Regions from separate parts of the Sus scrofa genome. Here region 2 is linked to region 1. A link is a contact called in public Hi-C data. All regions are on one chromosome and are shown on one strand. Each heading gives the region's core, a stretch centred on a gene start, on an enhancer-like site or on the middle of the called end of the contact. The rest is flanking DNA. Distances are from core to core; before and after follow the strand shown.

Region 1 (2,700 bases), core at 186-2,685:
TACAAAGCTTTTCTGGAGCCGGAACTGGCAAGCAGACTCAGCTGGGGAAAAGGGCATTGTTTCTGCAGGGCAGTGGCTGGGGAGGGAGGAAAGAGGAAAAGGCAGGGTACAAAGTTCAGTGTGTCCAGCACTCTGAGACACGGTCAGGGGCACAGCCAGGGCGAGGGGTAGGGAGGCCCAGGAGCGAGTGGCCAGAGTGAGTGAAAGAAGGGGTCAGTCTGAGTCTCAGCTGCATCTGATATCTGGCAGCAAAAGTTCCCAGTAGGAAGACTGAAATATACCCGCTCCCTGACACACACACCATAATGAGGGTATGTCAAAATGTCAAAGGAACACAGGAGGCAATTGAAAGAACTCCCAGTGGCCAAAGCTGGAACAGTTTCAGCAACAAAATAAAGCGCGTTGGATCACAACCCAAAGTGTACAATAAATATCCAGGAGTCCTTCCTGATATAAATCAAGGGTTGAATAAATGATATAAATAAATGATTAAGAAGAGATAAATCTCCCCTGTGGAATTCCAAATAACTTAGGTAGACATCCTGCTCTCAAGGAGGGGTGCATAAGTGCCCACTGCGCAAGTGTGGGCTACACACAGTGATGTCCTTCCTAAGAGTGCAGTGGGAGGGGGGGGCAGGGCGAGTGACCTTGGCCGTGGAGAAACCTGACAAACATGACCTCAGCCAGGTGATCAAGGTTGAGAGTGATCAGTCGTCACGTTGACACGGTATGGGTCCACCAGCAGCCTTGGGCAGGGCTCCAGCAGCTTTGCAGAAACACAAGCATGCCCACCTGCAGCGACCATAGCCCTGGTTTACTGCTGGCTGCGTTTCTCCATGACCCTGTGGGATGGGGATTGGGAGCTTTGGAGCACTTGGCCATTGCCTTGGCTGCTAGGAGCCCAGAGGCACAGGAAATCCAATTCCTTTGGCTGCGGCCCAGGACTTAGAGGGGCAGCCACCCTCAGCAGCATCTTGGGAGGGCTCTGCCAGTGGTCCGGCACTGCCCAGCAAACTTGACCGGGATCCCCAGCTACAGATCTCGCAATGTCCGGTGGCATGATCTTGCATCAGAGCAGCAAGAGGGCCTAGGGGAGGTCCCAGGGGCTGGGGTTGGAGGGACAGTGACATCTGGCAGCCTCAGCAGAGTCCTGTGGGTGGGCCTGAGGTACAGTGGTATCTGTCTTTGGGTGGAAATGTGCCTCGGGACACAGAGTTGCATAACTTGCATTCTGGAACCTCTTGCCTGGAGCCCCGAGGGTCTGCCTCTAGTTTTCCTGTTCATGAGGTCAGCAACCTGGAACATGTCCTTCAGCAAATCAGGGAACCTGGGAGGTGGGGCTGACAGAGGCTCCGTGAAGTGGATGCATGGCATGGTGACCTGTGACCAAGCAGCCCCACTGCCTTTTGCTGAAGATCTCTGGGGCTCTGACATGCAGTGTACGGCAATAGTGCCCACTGCTGGCTGGTGGAAGCTGGCACGGGACAGGCAGGGTGGGCATGCCTCCAGTATTCCCAGTGACTGTTTTCTTCACGTGTTCACCTCCTGTCTGCTTGGGGTGGTCCAGATCAAGCCCCTCTTTGCCTGGATTCCATCGCTTGTGAAACCAGGTTGAAGAAAGTGCATGAAGGCATCCACGGAAAATGAACTTTGTCCTCCCCAGCCCTTCCCCCGAGTGGGAGGAGAAGCCAAATTATAAAAATCAGCCCATCTCAGGGAGACAGAGAGCCTGCCCCCGCCCCGTGCCCCATTGAATCCATAGCGGAATCCCCGTTGAATCCACAGCGGAATCCCTGGTGTGGTAGCCAGAGGGAAAGGATGCAGTGAAGGCCCAGCCTCTTGAGCAATTGACTGGAGGAATCCTGCTAGGAAGACCCTTCCTTCCCCACCACCCCCCGACCCCCAGGAACCCCCTCCCCAGACTCTGAGAACTGCTGGGAAAATTAGATGGAGAGGTGGAGCTGATAGACCTTATGGCTAATGAGAGGCAAGGTGACTTCCAGGTTGCTGGCTGGGAGGAGTCGGTGGATGGACCCCAGGACCCTGGGATGGGGATGCAGGAGGGGGAACAGTGGGGCAGGAACCAGCATGAGCCACATGAGCAGGCTGGAGCTTGAGAGCGGAGATGGCTCCTCTTGGGCAGGGAGAACAAAGCCCTTTGTGTTAGGACTCCACATCTCCTCGCCCAGCTGGTGCCCAGCCAGGAAGGCCCAGCCCCAAGCCCTCAATCAGTGGCAATTTCGCTGCCATGTGTGTAGCACCTCGGCTCCCTTCCTCAGCCCCCATCTCTCCCTGATTCTCAGGAGCCCCCTAGGCTCTCCCCATCTGGGCTCCCGGCCCCAGCTCTCCCCTTCCCCTTCCCTTCCTCGGATGCATGGAATTTCCAGCCCCGCACTCCACTCAGCCAAGGGTCAGCCCCCCACAACTTCCCAGCTTCCTAATCTCAGACCCTTTGGGAGAAGGGAGGGAAGGAGCCACCAAGTGTTGAGGAGCTACTGGTCTAGGTGCTTCTTGGTCCTCAGGCCCCTCTGCCAGGTGCGTTGTCGCCCTCTTCCCAGTGGCAGTCCTGGGATTTGAACCCACGTTTCTCTGGCTCCAAAGTCAGTGCTCTTTGCAAAAGAGGAGAGAGCCGTAAAGCCCACATGCTCCAGACACTGAGCCAGCCCCTTGCTCCGGTGCCTCTGCCACCCCCTCTTCCCT
Region 2 (2,700 bases), core at 193-2,692, 110 kb before region 1:
CCTAGCCTGGGAACTTCCATAGGCTGTGGGTGTGGCCCTAAAAAAGCAAATCATCCTCATCATCCTCATCCAGTAGTGTACCAACAAATAAATGTTTCTTGAGCACCTACTATGTGCCAAACACCGTGTTCCAACTCTGCCTCTTTTCCCCTCCATTCCATATATATAGAGAGAAAATGTGGCCTTTCCCTCTAGGAGTTTACAATATACCAAGGCAGATAAAATAACCATACGTAACAAGAACAAATGGCAAATGTGCAGAGAGGTATACAAGCATGAAAGTGCTCTGAGACAGAGGGCTGTGCTGAGGCGGAGTAAACCTACCACTAACGACAATAAGAGTAATAATGGCTAACCCTTAATCAGTGCTTCCTGGGTGCCTGGCACTGTGCTAAGAGCTTTCTGAGCAATCTCTCTCTCTCTTTTTTTCTTTTTAGGGCTGCACTTGAGGCATATGGAAGTTTCCAGGCGAGGGGTCAAATCAAAGCTGCAGCTGCCAGCCTATGACGCCATAGCCACAGCAATGCGGGATCCGAGCTGCATCTGTGACCTACACCACAGCTCACAGCAGTGCTGGATCCTTAACCTACTGAGTGAGGCCAGGGATCCTCATCCTCATGGATATTAGCCAGGTTTGTAACCCACTGGAGCCACAATGGGAACACCAAGCAATACCTCTTTTAACTCCAACAACAACCCTTTGAAGAAAGTAAGTAGTCGTGTTACAGAAGAATAAACGGGGGCTCAGAGAGGTGAAGTGAATTGCCCAAGAACACACAGCCAGAGGTCACAGAGTCGGCGCTTGAACCCAGGTCTATCTGATCTCAGAGCTCATAACTTTAACTATCACTTAGTTCTCAGCCCGCAAAGCAGGGCAGCAGGTTTTGGGCCAGGAAACCTGGGGCTATAATGTACCTGCGATGGGTGGGGGTGGGGGAGTAGAGGGCAAAGAGCCAGAAGGAACAGGTTTTGTTCTGTCACACAGAGGCTTTCTCTGCTCTCCATACACCTGGCGGAAAGTGGCCATCTCCAGCTTCGGGCCCAGTGCCTAACCCTGACTTCCTGGTGCAAATTACAACCTTGCAGCCCCGTGAGTCTAATATGATATGCAAGATATTCTTAGCCTGTGGCATGAAAAAAATGAATTAGTGCCCAATACCAGAAAATTGGGAGATTTCACATAAAAATATGGAAAATCAGACTATCTGACAAGTCTGGGCCTCTATTCCCATGGCAACCATCTGCTAGAGCAGAGTAGCAGCTGCTGTCATGAGATGCGGCCCCACTTGCCATTTGTCACAATCGCCCATTCCCCATTGTCTCTCCTTGGGATGTTCCACTCTTTGTCACTGCTGATGTGAACCGGGGGGGGGGGGGGGGCATTTGGACTAGAATCACTATGTCCCAGTTTCAGAGTCCCAGAAGACAGAGTTAGCGCAGCTCAGGTCAAAGGTACACCTCTGGTTCCAAACACTGTGGTGAACACAGAGCAGGCTTTGATGAGGCCAACATAAGTCTAAGGGCACCTGTTCAACGAGGTCTTTGGGCAGCAGTGGGTCCTCAGGAAGAGGACTGCAGGTGGGAAGACACTCCAAGACAATTCTAGCACAAAGGGGGAAGAGATGAAGGCTGAGAGTCTACTTTTGAGACATGTAATAATTGAGGCTCCAGGTCGTGATGAAAACCTGAACTGGAGCAGCAGCAGCTGGAGTGGAGCAGTAAGGAGCATGTTGATAAGATGTTAAGATCATAGTGGCTTGTGGGCAGGGCAGGGAGGTGGCAAAGATGATGTTTGAGCCTCTGCCCTGGGTAAAAGGGAAAAAGGTGGTGTCTTTCATCTTGATGGGGAACCCAGGGAATTCCTGTTTGTGGCTCATTGGTAATGAACCTGACTAGTATGCCTGAGGACGCGGATTGGATCCCTGGCCTCGCTCAGTGGGTTTAAGGATCCCCCTGTTACCATGAACTGAGTTTTAGTTTGAAGACATGGCTAAGATCCCCTGAGTTGCTCTTGCTGTGGCTGTGGTGTAGGCCAGAGGCTGCAGCTCTGATTCAACCCCTGGTCTGGGAACTTCCATATGCCAGAGGGTGAGGCAAAAAAAAAAAAAAAAAAAAAAAAAAAAAAGCATGGGGAACCCAGGAGAAGGAGTAGATTTGGAGGGGAAAGTAAAGAGTTAGGTCTGGGGCATGTTGAGCTTGCTGTGCCTGGGCGGGGGGTGGGGTGTCACACAAATAGAGCTGCTAGGTGGCATTTGGGGAAGATCTGGGCTGGAGCTACGGCCTGGGAAGTAACCAGCAAAGAGGTGGAGTTTGAAGACCTGGGCACTGATTAAACCTGGGAGGGGCTGTGAGGACGGGGAAGGGAAGAGGGCTAAGAGGAGAACTCAAGGAGCAATGCTGAGGGCAGAGAGCAGCCTGAAACCAAAATGTGCTGGTCCCAGAGGGAAGAGAACCAGGGGACTGTGGTCTTACAGAAGCCCAGGAAGGAGAGTTTAAAGAAGGCAGTGGTCCAGTGCCGTGTGGTCCGAGTGCTTATTTATTTATTTATTTATTTATTTTTTCTTCTTAGGGCTGCATGTGCAGCATATAGAAGTTCCTAGGCTAGGGGTTGAATCAGAGCTGCAGCTGCCGGCCTATGCCACAGCCACAGCAATGCGAGATCCTTAACCCACTGAGCGAGGCCAGGGATCAATTCCGCAT

The links. A called contact is a pair of places that touch in the nucleus more often than the background predicts.
Region 2: a Hi-C map of liver shows a contact between it and region 1, with 4 times the contacts expected there. The contact joins two enhancer-like sites. A contact is called at or near these places in 27 of 47 Hi-C or Micro-C datasets (adipose tissue, alveolar macrophages, blood and 12 more) and 2 of 2 datasets of contacts at active chromatin or transcription factors (alveolar macrophages and skeletal muscle).

The regions. Positions count from the first base shown.
Region 1 is chr6:88,359,581-88,362,280 of Sscrofa11.1, reverse strand. No RefSeq gene overlaps it. Among named protein-coding and RNA genes, the nearest start is that of SPOCD1, 12 kb to the right of the region's middle. Within about 2 kb of position 1,435, at least 27 of the 83 cell types and tissues checked have an H3K27ac peak or open chromatin away from gene starts, as enhancers often do. A contact at or near this core is called in fetal liver and liver, where this site is marked.
Region 2 is chr6:88,468,708-88,471,407 of Sscrofa11.1, reverse strand. No RefSeq gene overlaps it. Among named protein-coding and RNA genes, the nearest start is that of PTP4A2, 38 kb to the right of the region's middle. Within about 2 kb of position 1,442, at least 9 of the 83 cell types and tissues checked have an H3K27ac peak or open chromatin away from gene starts, as enhancers often do. A contact at or near this core is called in fetal liver and liver, where this site is marked.